2 separate regions of the Mus musculus genome follow, and region 1 is linked to region 2. The links are chromatin contacts, called in public HiChIP or PLAC-seq maps. All regions are on one chromosome and are shown on one strand. Each heading gives the region's core, a stretch centred on a gene start, on an enhancer-like site or on the middle of the called end of the contact. The rest is flanking DNA. Distances are from core to core; before and after follow the strand shown.

The links. HiChIP or PLAC-seq counts read pairs in DNA pulled down with a chosen protein or histone mark.
Region 1: an H3K4me3 HiChIP or PLAC-seq map of forebrain shows a contact between it and region 2, with 4 times the contacts expected there. The contact joins the promoter of Mtres1 here to the enhancer-like site in region 2. A contact is called at or near these places in 7 of 39 promoter capture datasets (the 3T3-L1 cell line, the C10 cell line, embryonic stem cells and 4 more), 1 of 484 Hi-C or Micro-C datasets (the N1E-115 cell line) and 4 of 115 datasets of contacts at active chromatin or transcription factors (the 230-238 cell line, embryonic forebrain, embryonic hindbrain and 1 more).

The regions. Positions count from the first base shown.
Region 1 is chr10:43,537,747-43,544,130 of GRCm38.p6, forward strand. It overlaps Mtres1 (mitochondrial transcription rescue factor 1), which reads right to left and starts at 3,272. Exons shown (of 4, transcript NM_026411.2): 1 at 3,194-3,272.
Region 2 is chr10:43,019,758-43,026,135 of GRCm38.p6, forward strand. Sobp (sine oculis binding protein) reads right to left here. Exons shown (of 7, transcript NM_175407.3): 6 at 1,225-3,161. The coding sequence ends at 1,236. Among named protein-coding and RNA genes, the nearest start is that of Gm47815, 12 kb to the right of the region's middle. Within about 2 kb of position 1,729, at least 71 of the 459 cell types and tissues checked have an H3K27ac peak or open chromatin away from gene starts, as enhancers often do. A contact at or near this core is called in forebrain, where this site is marked.

The DNA.
Region 1 (6,384 bases), core at 2,022-4,521, 520 kb after region 2:
TACTTCCGAACTTTTGCTCCTCCCGCCTTGGCCTCTTGTACTGGGTTTACAGGTATGGATTACGATCCTTGTCCACCTGAGCAGAGTCAGTACAGAGGACCCGTGACTGCTGTTTGTAGTAAGGCCTGCTGCCAACCCTGTGCTGACTAGTGACTGTGAAACTGGACTTCAGCAGAGTTCCCCACATTCTCCAAACTTAAGTGACTCACTCTACTGAGACTGTGATCTGCTTCACACTGAGCACTTAGCTTTTCTCCTAGAAGCCTGCCCTAAGTTGCTGTGGAGGAATTCCACGCTTCCTGCATGATCCCAAGGCAGACTTGTAGATAACACCAGGCCTGGCTTCCTTCTTTTTGCCCATGTCTCTCCCTTTTCCTTACTTTGCATCATAAACCCACAATGTAATAAATCATAGCTGCGGGTATGGCTATATGCTGAGGCCCACAGACACAATGTCTAACTAAGTGTCTGACATGACCAAACCCAGAACCAAACACGTGATATCAGACCTGCTGAACCTGGAACCTTCTTCATTTTAGTTAATGTAACAGCATCTGCCTGGTGACTCAAAACAGAAGCTAGTGGCTTTCCTTTCTTTCTTTTCAAGGCAAGGTCTTGTTATATAGCCCTGTTGTCCTTCAGTTCACAGCCTCCCCGGGGCTCCCACACTTTGGGATTACAAGCACGTCACACCATGTCCCGCTTCTCATGACTTTCCACTGCCTTGCTTTGAGACAGGGTCTCAGGTAGCTCAAATTCTCTAGGCTGCCTTGAAACTCTTCTGCCTCCAAAGTGCTGGTGACTGGAGACTACAGGTGTCCACTCCTGGACAGTTTTCTTCTTCTTTTTTCGAGACAGGGTTTCTCTGTATAACCATGGCTGTCCTGGAACTCACTCTGAAGACCAGGCTGGCCTCGAACTCAGAAATCCGCCTGCCTCCCGAGTACTGGGATTAAAGGTGTGCACCACCACGCCCGGCTTCCTGGATTATTCATGTTAATTACTGTTGTTTGTATACATGGTGTATATAAGTCGTCTCTCTCTCATCTTGGCAACACATCTGGCTTTCTGGCATGGGTTTCAGGGAGTGAATACGACTTCAGGTTTGGCATGGTAAAAGTTCAGGCCAGCATGAACTACCAGGCAAGACTATAAAAGCAGCTCCCCCAAAGCATTCAAAAGAAAAAAACACTCCTGGGCCTGGTGGGGCAGGGTGATGTGACGGATCAATGGCTGCTTAGGCCAGAGTGTGGCCGAGGCCAGCCTGGTTAACTCAATGAGAGCCTGTTTCACAGAATTAAGAAAGGTGCTACTGTAAACCCGGTCCAAAAGTCCATGGCTGGGAAGATCCTGGGGAACCTGTTGTTGGTTTGCTACACAAATATGGTGTCAAAGTGCCTTCTACATATACACCCAGAAGTTAGCTTTAAAAAGCTTCTCTTTGCAGTGGGCATCAGTTAAAGTATAAACTGATTAAAGTACGGGGACTTACGTGCTCAGCCCTAAATGAGACAGCTACACCACACCCTCACACACAAAACCCAAACTAAACAAAACCTGAACAGTGACAACCGTGTCTGTCTTACTTGGTCAGCTTCAGCCCCTGCCGCACTGACACTAGTCTTCATGGTCCTTACACACAAGCAGCTATCCTTAAAGAGTGTTTTCCATGGCTACAACTGATTTAGAGCTGGGGTGATTATAAAGGATAGAGATTTTTTTTTACTCATGCCTCTAGAGTCTGGGAAATTCAAGTCAACTGCCTCTAACCCTCTTCTCCCCTTAAACAAACTCCCCTTCCCTTCTGCCCTTTAGAAGCTGCCATTTGGTGAAAGGACTTCTTGCTGCATCACAAGGTGGAAGATAAGGATGGTGTAAGCATGCCAGAGAGAGCTTGTTTTCATAACAAAGCCACGTACTCCCTTAATACCCACTAATACCGACTGTCCATTCTTCAGAAAGAACCTTCATGGCCCTGCTCTTCCTAAAGGTACTGCACCAAATTCCTAACACATGAAACTAGGGGGACACATTCTGGACAAACTAGGGACCTTTGTTCCAGACAGGCCTAGAACACTCTCACTTAGGTATCTGCAAGGAAACTCACCTTCAAGTCTAGACTCAAACACATCCCCTCAGCGGGGCCTACCCATTCCATTCCAACTATTCCAACGCAACTCCACCTTGCCAATCGGTCCCCTTTACCACACTTACCCCACCCCCAGAGCTAATCACAGGCTGCTGTGTAATTTACCAGATGCTGTCTGCATGTGCATACACTCCACAAGACTAGACTTCTTCTTCATCCCTGTTTTATTTATCTCACGTGCACAGAAATAGTGCCTGGTAATTAAAAACTTGCAGAAGCTAGGAACGCTGTTGCAAGCCTATAATTCAAGCATCTGGGAAAGAGGCAGGAGCTCACGTGTTCAAGGACATCGTTCACTATAAAAGTAAGAAGCCAGTCACAACGAGGCCGCCTTAAAAAAGTCTTATAGACCTAAGTCTGGAGGTCACCCAGACGGCACGAGAGATACAGAGAGTTTTAGTAGGAAAGTAACCCGGCAGGAGTCCATATGAAAAAATCTCCTTGACGGCAGTTTGCATTAGAGATGACTAGGAAAGAAAGCCCGTAAGGTTCGTTTCGGGTGAGATTTCTATAAAGCTATAGACTCTATAACGAAGGCTAAGACTGGCAGAAGAGCAGTGTTTAGGATACACAGGCAAAGCTGTCCTTGACCTGCACTACGCTGGGAGTGGATCCACGTTCCTTAGCGTGTCACCGCTCTGTAAGACCCGGGCCTGGCCTCCAGTTGGTTGGGTCTACAGCTACGAAACCCTTCCCTTCTGCGGACGTCGGAAGCGGACTTCTACACAAGATCGAGTTCCCCTGGAGCCCTCCCATCCCGAACCTTCCCCAGGTCCCCCAAGGTCAAAGGAAACTGGACACTCCCACGCCGCCCAGCCCCGAGTCAGTGTGTCTGCAGCTTGCTGCACCCAAGTCCGGGGACGCACAGCCTGGGCCAGCTTAATTCCCACGGTCCCGGGGTTCGAGAGGCGTCCCTAGGCAACCCCAACTCTGCGGAACGGGAAGGGTTCGCAGACACGGCCGGAGCGCCGCAGGGCAGAAGCCAGCCGAGGGCGAAGCGCCCGGCGAGGGGCTGAGCCGGCGGGCCAGTAGGGGCGCACTCACCTGCGCAGTCCGCTGGTCCCTCCCCGGACCGCGCCGACCGCAGGCGGGAGCCACCTCCGCACCTGCCCCGCCTCTTCCGCCCCAGCCTACGCAGAGAGTGGACCCCTAGGCGCATCTGAGCACGGTGGTGGCCTCACAGCGTCCCCTGCTGGACGCGGCGCCTTGGAGGACCACGCTGTTGAGGTCGGGGTGTGGGGAAGTGAGGTGGGGGGGGGGGGGGGGGGGAGAGGGGACGTGGGAGGCCCATCCCAGGCCCGCTGAGCTTGGCAGCCAGTTCCAGAAGAATTTGGTTTGGAAGCAAAAGTTCTTTCTCTCGAATAGCCAAAGCCCTGAACTTCTTAGTGAGTTATAGATGTTGTCTCCAGAAAACTGTCTTAACATCACAGAATATAAGAGTTTACTTCTAACCCGTCCGTGTGTAGGTGTATCGCTGTAATCCCAACACTGGAGAGACCGAGGTAGGAAGAATGGGGGTTCAAGGTTTTCCTTGGGTACATGACTAGGAAGTTCGAGGCCAGGCTGAGCTACAAAGAAATAAATATAAATGGGAATAAATAAAATACCTCACATTGGGTGTGATCCTATCATTGGGGGAGTGGAGGCAGAAAGATCAAGTAAGTCACTTGACCTGTCTTTGGCTACATAACAAGCTTGAGACCAGCTTGGGTTACATGAAACCCTGTCTCAATATATCAACCCCTGACCCCCCACCCCCCAAAAAAAACTAAGTCACACCGTTTTCGTTCAGTTTTCTTGCCATGCCAGAAGTGATTGGACAGGGGTTAGAGTCTAGGAAAACACGGTTTAGTGGAACCAGTGAAAACAAACCTTGGGAGTCAGATGGAATATAGCCCAGACACTAGAGTACAGTCAGTTTCACAAAAGTTGTTTTTTTGTTTTGTTTTGTTTTGTTTGTTTGTTTTTAAAACGTAAATACTTTTACGTGTATGAGTGTCTTTGCCTGCATGTACCATGTGCCTCTATGCTGAAGGAGGCCAGAAGAGGGCATTGCATCTCCTGGGACTGGAGTTACAGATGGTTGCTAACCACCATGCAGATGCTGGGAATGGAATCTGGCTCATCTGGAAGAGCAGCCAGTGCCCTTCCCTCTGGAGCCCAGGTTTAGATATGTTTGCGTTAACGTTTGTTGGGATATATGCTGTATTAAACGAGAAGTAGCCTTCCTGATTTTCTTCTTTTTCAGACGTTTCCCTTCCAAGTCTGTGAGCTCTGTTCCCCGCCTTTTCATTGATGCTCCTTTCTCCTAAGTTGGCACAATAGTTTCTTGATTGTGTTTGTATAAGAGGAATGCACAACTACAAATTGTTTCAAATGCTGAAATGATACATCTACACGGTTGACATTGTGAGATCAGGAGGGATACACAGTTGCATTTACTTGTAGGTCAACACCTGCCATCATGTTTGACCTAGGGAACTCAGGTCTTTTAGTCTTGGCAGCGAAAGCCTTTATCCTTTGAGCCAGTTCACCACCCCTTGGGAAAAAATTTTTTAAAAAAATTAAAAAGATTGCAGGGTATGGTAGCCCATGTCTTTAGTTTTAGCATTTGTGAGGCAGAGGCAGGCAGATCTCTGTGGGTTTGAGACCAGCCAGGTCTAAAAAGCAAGTCTAGAACAGCTAGGGCTCCTTTCACAGAGAAACACTGTCTCAAAAAACAAAACAAAACAAAACAAAACAAAAAAACCAAACAACCAAACCAACCAAACAAAAAATGTTATTTCTGTGGGTGTCTGTGGGTGTGTAGGTCAGAGGACAGCTTGCCGGAGTCTGTCTACTATGTGGGGCCCAGGGATCAAAATTGCATTGCCAGGTCTGGTAGCAAGTGCGTTTACCCACTGAGCCATCTCACAGGGTGAAATCTTTTTAAGATGACATACAGAGGACCAGGAGAGATGGCTCAGTGGTTAAGAGCACTGGTTGCTCTTCCAGAGGATGTGGATTTGATTCCCAGCACACATATGGTGGCTTATACTATCTGTAGCTCCAGTTCCAGAGACCAATCCCTCTTTTGACATGTGAGAGCATCAGGCACACACACACACACAAGCAAAATTAATATTTGAATACACATTTATTTTCTTTATTAATTCTTCAGGTATTGTAGAAAAAACACTTGTTCATAATAATTAGTAATTCTGTAGAAAAGAAAAAATAGTTAATACAAAGGCCTTTATATGTGTAATTTAAAAAATATTTATTTGGGCAGGAGAGATGGTTCAGCAGTTAAGAGCACTGACTGCTCTTCCAGAGGTCCTGAGTTCAATTCCTAGCAACCACTTGGTGGCTCACAACCACCTGTAATGGGATTAATGCCCTCCTCTGGTTTGTCTGAAGAGAGTGACAGTGTACTCAGATACATAATATAAATAAATAAATCTAAAAAATATTTATTTTATGTCTATTCAAATATTATCTCATATAGCTTGACTGACCTTGAACTTGCTCTGTAGCTAAGGATACGCTTGGACTTCTTGTTTTCCTGCCTCCAGCTCTTGAGTTCTACTGTAGGCCAGTGCAATCACACTTGGCTTTTATTTAAAATATACATTAAAAAGAAAAAGCGGGAGGCAGAGGCAGGCGGATTTCTGAGTTTGAGGCCAGCCTGGTCTACAGAGTGAGTTCCAGGACAGCCAGGACTATACAGAGAAATCCTGTCTCAAAAAATCCAAAAAAAAAAAAAAAAGGCCTGGAGGTGTAGCTCAGTGGTAGAGTACTTGCACAGCGTATGTGTGCTCTGGAGTTACTGTAAAAATAAATAAATAGCAAATAAATTAAAAATAAAGCTGGACATGGTGACTCACTCATGCCTATAATTCTAGATCACTTGGGAGGTGAGGCAGTTGAGCCTCTGGGAGTTTGGGGCTAGCTTAGGCTACAGAGTGAGCCAGCCTGGACTACAAAAACCCTGTCTCTAAAAGCAAAACAGGATCAGACAGTGTGGTTCAGTTGGTAGAGTGCCTAGCATGTACAAGACTCTGATTTGAACCCCAGTCCTACATGAGCTAGATATTGCCGAGAGCTGCAAGCCTAAAGGCTGGGAGTGTGTGCTCTGTTGGAGGAGACTGGAAACATGGAAAGAGGAGGAGGCAGGTTGGGTGGCCTGCAGGGGAGCAGTCATCTATGAGGAGGAAGCTGCGGTTGGCAGGTACAGAATAAATGTCAGCATCCAG
Region 2 (6,378 bases), core at 479-2,978:
ATCGAAACTCTGCCCACAAGTTAGATAATCTTGGACAAATTCCCCAATCCTATTTCTCCACTAGGAGGATGAAGATAGCTAGCTGTTTCTTTGGAGATAGCTCCAAAGAAATATTATGGGGAAACACCCAGAAGAGCCTGCATACCCTGTGAAGATACTCGTCCTCCTCCCCTCCCCCAGGCCTCGTCCCCCCCCCCCACCATAGGACGTAGTCAACCTACTTTGCACATTCTTCTGTGTGTCCCCAGCCCAGGGAAGGAGCAGTGTCTAAGTTAAATGCTGGAGGAACACCCATTTCTCTTCTTTCTGTAATCGGTTAATAAACAATGTTTATTATAACAAACCAATGTTTTGGCTTGTTGCCTGCTTGGATAGATGGGAGAGCTCACCCTCTGCGATTGAATGGACAGGCCTGAAGTCAACACCGGGTCCGCCACCGACAAGCTCTGACTGAGCAAATATTTCCAAGTCACAGCTTCCTTCTTGGTAGTATGCTACCGGACGCCTACTCCACTAGGATTGGCAAGAGTCGCTACAGTGGTTCATGTGTGGTCCCCGCCATCTCACAGAACTGTTGGCTCACTGGATATTAAGTAGGGTACAGCAGTCATAGGGTACAGAGACATGCCTGCCACTTCATTAAGGTCTACACGTAGAAGTGAGACTCACCAGCTCAGCCACTGAGTACCCGAAAGGGGGGCGTGGTAGGTTGGCCGTAAGGCTAGTTTTTCATTTTAGCCCACAGATATGGTTATCTTGAGAAGCTAGAGTAAGAGTCATCTGCCAAATGGACTACCAGCTCTAGGTGCTCGCCCACTGATGGGTTACCCAGACATTTCAATACTGCTCTGCAACCTCCTAACTGAACAGTAAGATTCCTCAAGTAATCGTCCCTCCCATGCCTCCTTTTCCAGTTGGATAAATTAGGTATGAACCCGAAAAGAAGAAAATAGTGTGTCACAAAACAGAGTGTGCTTTCAACTCAGGTTCAAGGGCTTGAGTGATCTTGGCTCTTAACTGTCTCTCGGCTGTAAACTGCTAATGGTGTACTAAATAGCATTGCCAGCTGTCATAGGTATTGGATCAAAACGTTGATGGTACCTGGCCACCCAGAGTGCTCAGAGAAAGCGGTAAGTGACACGATGGCTGCATCTCACCTCCGCCTCTAACAAGCAAGGTGAGGGGCGCTGTCTCTTGGAGGAACGCCCAGGTGGACATACAAACCTTTTATTTTTTTACTTATTCTGGTTTCTAATTCGGAGGCACCTCCTTTTGAGCGGAGGCTCCAGGTCCTCAGGGCCAGCGCTGAGCATGGGCGAGGAGATGACGCACGGCGTCATGGCAGCCTTCTCCGCGGGTTTTGGCACAGGCTGGATCACGCAGCCGGTCTTGGGCAGCATCCGCAGAGCATAGGCGTGGTCCTCGTCCGCGGGGTTATTGAGGTTCGGGTCCGACTTGTCGCCCCCCGCCAGGGCTTCCTCCCCCATCAGTTTTTTGGTCGCTTCCCCGTCCAGGTGGCAGTTGGAAGCGCAGTTGTTCTCCTTGACCGACTCCAGCTCGTTCACCACAGGCTCCTCGGACGACAGTAGCTTTTTGGGAGGGGCTGGGGGCGGCGGCTGCTCCGGCGGGGGCTCCGCGCCCTTGGCCTCGGCCGGGGCGCTGCGGGTGCCGTTCACGATGACGTTGCAGGCGGCAGCGGCCTCGGGGCCCGCGGGGGCGCCCGGGCCGGGGTCGCCGGCGGCGGGCGGGCTGCAGTGGCCGTCCCTGCAGCCGCCGCAGGTCCTGCGCTCCGCGGCTCCCGGCTCGCGCTCCGCCTTGACGTGAGCGTGCAGCGCACGGTGTATCACGTTGTGCAGCCGGGCTCGGTGGCCCACGGTCAGGTCGATGACGCCGTCCTGCGGGCCGTGCAACACGCCCGCGAAGCCCGGCTGGCCTCCCGCACCCGCGGGGCTGCCTGCGCGCCGGGTCAGGTCCACCACCTCCCCACGACCGCGCTCCGCGGGCGCCAGGCTCAGAGCCTGGCCGGAGCTTCCGGGTGGCGAGTCGGCTGACTTGGAAGAGCCCTGCTTGGAGTCCCGCGGGGACAGGGAGCGTCCACCAGCCTTGCCTCCCGCCGCCGATGAGTCGCCCGGAGCGCTCGGAACGAAGCTCTCCCCGTTGCTGGAAAATCCGTTGGGGGGCTTGGAATCGTTCACATGGGGAATGGGGATAGGGATAGGGATGGGCACCGGCAGGGGCACTATCACTGGGTACGGCACGAGCAGCGTGGGGGGCGGCACCAGCGGGGCCAGCGAAGGCAGCCCGAAGTTCATCATCTGGGGAACCGGCATCGGGCCGTTTGGCATCATGCTAACCGGAGGGAAGGGAAGGCTGGGCAAGGGCGCGCCCGGGGGCGGCGGGGGCAGCAGCCCTGGGGGGTTCCCAGGCATGGTAGGGGTACTTGGGGGGTGGATGTGGGGCGATAGCATGGGCCGGTGCATGGGGCTGGAAGTGGGGCCTAGGTTCCTGGGGCCTCCGGGCGGGGCCCCAATGCCCGGGAGCATGGGGTTGGACAAGGGACTATTGGGGTTGGAGGCGTGGTGCGGTGGTCCGCGGATGAAGGGCGGGCGGATCTGCTGGATAATTTGCTGCTCCATGAAGATGGGCAGGGGCACTGGGCCGCGGTTGGTCATCACCATGGGAGGGCTGCGAGGCGGGACACCCAGTGGAGGTCCGATGCTAGCAGGTGGCTGGACCGAGACGGGAGGGATGCTCGGAGTCTCGCTGATGGGGAGGGACTTGGGCACTGGCGTGGGGATTTTAGTGACAGAGCAGTTGGCAGTGTCAGATGGAGAAACGGTGGTGGACGAGGATGGGCCGGGGCCCTGGCTTTGGCCAGCTGCAGTCACGGGGGAAGGGGCTTTCCTCCGAGCATCTGTTAGCGGGATATTCCAAGAGTCTGGCGTGAGCAGCTGCACCCCGGTGCCTTCTGCTTTACTTTCCATGTGAGGGTGGAGTGTGCTGCACAGCCCGGCTGGAAGATTGGCCTGTGTCTCTTTGTAGAAAATGTCCATTTTGTATTGATTGAGACATTTTGCACTGCAGAACTGAAGCCTTCTCTCCCCGTCCCCAAAATCCAGGTATTCTTTTGTGTGCCTTATGTGTTTACACCAGTCACACACCTACAACACAGCAATAGAAACCACAACAGGTAAGATAAGCAACTTTCTTGGGTACATGGCGTTTCATGTTTCACATAAAGGCTCTATTAAACTCTATCATCATTTCCCAAATAAGTTGAAGGGTACCCTTTACAGGGTACATTTCTGAAAGATTTATGAAATAAAGAATTTGCTTTATAAATAGGATCCTCAAAATTAGCAACAACCATTCTCCCCCCCCCCCCCGCCGCCCCTTTTCAAAGATGGCTCTGACAAAATGGAGTACACCTGTCCAGGACACTTACCCAGTGCTCCTATGAAGTACGCCTGCCCTGCACACCTGCCCTGCACACCTGCCCTGCACACCTGCCCTGCACACCTGCCCTGCACACCTGCCCTGTACGTATACCTAGGACACCTACTCAGTACACTTGTCTTCATATTTTCACTTGCCTAACAGGCTCATGTAAATACATATCTATATAACGTTGGAGGGAAGGAATCTCCAGGGAGTTCAACAATCAGGCAACATAACCTCTTAAAATTCTCCTTATGTAAAGCCACTGTGCACTGTATCCAATAAAGTGGTTGGAAAGGGTGTGCTGTGCTAACCAATCGCATAAAGCGCCGAACACCGCTATGTCTGGCTTCCAAGGAGAAACTTGGACTTAGTCATGAAGTCTGTGTGAGGTTCAGCTCTCCCAACCCGTGATGTTGCAGCAAGCTAGAATTATTTTTTGAGCTGTTTGCCCACTCTTTCTCGGCAGTCAGAATTTTGGTGACATTTCTTGGCAGACAGTCTTATTTAACAACTTTTCAAACACCAGAGAACACTTTCCAAAAGTTGTTATGGCTTCCACCCCACCCCCTTCGGATCTACTCCTGGCAAAAGAAAGATATCACCAAATTTATTTTAAAGCTGGGCTGCAGAGCTAATTAAAGGCTCAGATGCCTTCCCAATTGGAAATCACTAGACACCAAAGTTCAAAAAATAGTCCTTCTCGGCTTCAGAACCCATTACTTTGGAGAAATTATTGTGATTTCATTAACACATTAATTTTGCAACACCATCAGCTCTCACAGATGGCACAGACATGATCTACAATTCAAATATGACTCTTGTTTGCACAAGTGTCTTCCCTTCGTATGGCATTTTAAACAAGAATTAATATGAGTGATCTTGCCATCGCTATAAACAGATAAACAGATGTCAAAATTTTCAGTAGTTCCTCTAGTCCCTCACTTCTCCTGACAGGATTCTACACACACAATCTTTTTTTTTTCTTTCTCTCTTCCTTCTTTCTTTATCTTTCCCATAGCATTTGAGCTGCACAGCTTCAGAGAAGGGATTGCAAAACTCAGCACCATTGTTAGTGTACTGAAACCTTCTCCCCGCAGTTTAGCAATGGCGTCAGTCAGTGCTGGTCTAAGGGAAACCTTGATTTCAGAGTGTTCTACTGCTGTGTTCATGCAGTGTTTGTGTTTAACCATTGTAAACTGATATGATTAAAAGATACATTTTAATAATGACTGGTCACATAAGCAATGCACAAACAACATATGTTGGGCATTTGATGATGCCTCTCATCTAACTGGCAGCCTCCCTTTCTGTAAACAAGTGGCGACACACTAGCGTGTGATCGTGGGTGCATAGGAGTCAGATGTGGGTCTGCATGTGGAAATCCACTCTTTTCTTCTCAGTGGTTTTTTTTTTTTTCATTGATATTTTTGACAGTGTAAGATTGAATAAGATACCCACTTAGGCATGGACTGGTTCTTGTTTGTTCTTTCAAGATACTTTCTAAAAATCTGACATAAGAACTCTTGAGTGGATTTTGATGAGATTGGAATTCCTGCAACTTGACTATCAAAATTATTGCCACCAGGAGCCATTAAAGTGGTTAAAACATAATTATTCCAATGCTCATGTCTGCCTTCTCTTCTCTCACCAACAGCATTTTAGGATCCTCCTGGACTCACTGGATATTTGGTTATAAATACATGAAAACTGCTCCACAGAACACGTCGGACCATCACATGTCTTTGTTTTGTTTTTCAAGACAGGGTTTCTCTGTGGGATAGTCTCAGCAGTCCTGGGATTTGTAGACCAGGCTAGGTTTGAACTCACAGAGATCTGCCTGCTTCTGCCTGCTTCTGCCTGCCTAGCACTGAGATGAAAGGAGTGCACCATCACGCCCAGAGACCATTACATTTCTTATCTAGATTAAGCTTAAGTAAACTGTTAGTGAAAACATGATATTTAAATAACGTTAAAGTGACCACCAGGGACAGTAGTGATGACTTAATTTCATCCTTGGGCATCAGAGAGGCAGGAGAATTTCTGTGAGTTTAAATCCAGTCTGGTGTACATGGTGAGTTCAAGGACAGCTAGCGCTACAAGTGAGCCCCTGTCTCAAAAAAAAAAAAGTTAATATTTAATCATATAGCATTTACAGTCCACTATGGAATAAAACCCTCTGCTTCTGTTTTAATAGCATGCATACATAGCAAGCCTAAAATAAAAGCTGTACATTTGCACTGAGGGACCAAACATACCTTCTCTCTTCATGAACTGAAAAAGAAACATCATCAATGACTTAAACTAATTAAAATAGCGCATGGCTTTTCTGGCGTGTGCCCCTAGGATCTTACTCTCTAACAGGACGGGGGAGGGGAAAGTTTTGTGACATCATTAATTTGTTTTTAAATTGCCAGAATTTCTTTTTTTCTTTTCTTTTCTTTCACTTTTTCTGGCCTCTAGAGGATTCCTGTTTCCTCACACAAGACAAATATTTTTTGAGTAGGGTAAAAAGAAAAATCTAAATATAACTTAACAATTCTCCCTTCACGTTTAATAATTGCTAGTAAACAACGCTCACGAGCCATCCTAATGATCAAATAAGAGTTCTCCACTAGATTTCATCCTTTCCCACATAAAAATAATTACAGACATCAAAAGCAAAATCCAATTTTCTCGAACTCTTCCATAAAAGCAAAGGCCTAACCCGCTGGGTTTTCCTGACGTCGTTGAAAGTGCCTCCATTTGAGCGTGGCCTGACTGTCTTATTTTTGGGGTGCTGTGGATCTGACTGTACTAAGGCTTTATTTACATTTCAGTTCAGAACACTGACATCAAAATATGGAAAAGCAATTTTTCCAATGAAGCAGAAGATTATTGGAAGGAAAGAAAAAAAAAACCTGTCACTTAAGAAATAATGAATCAAGTCTGTCTCGCAGG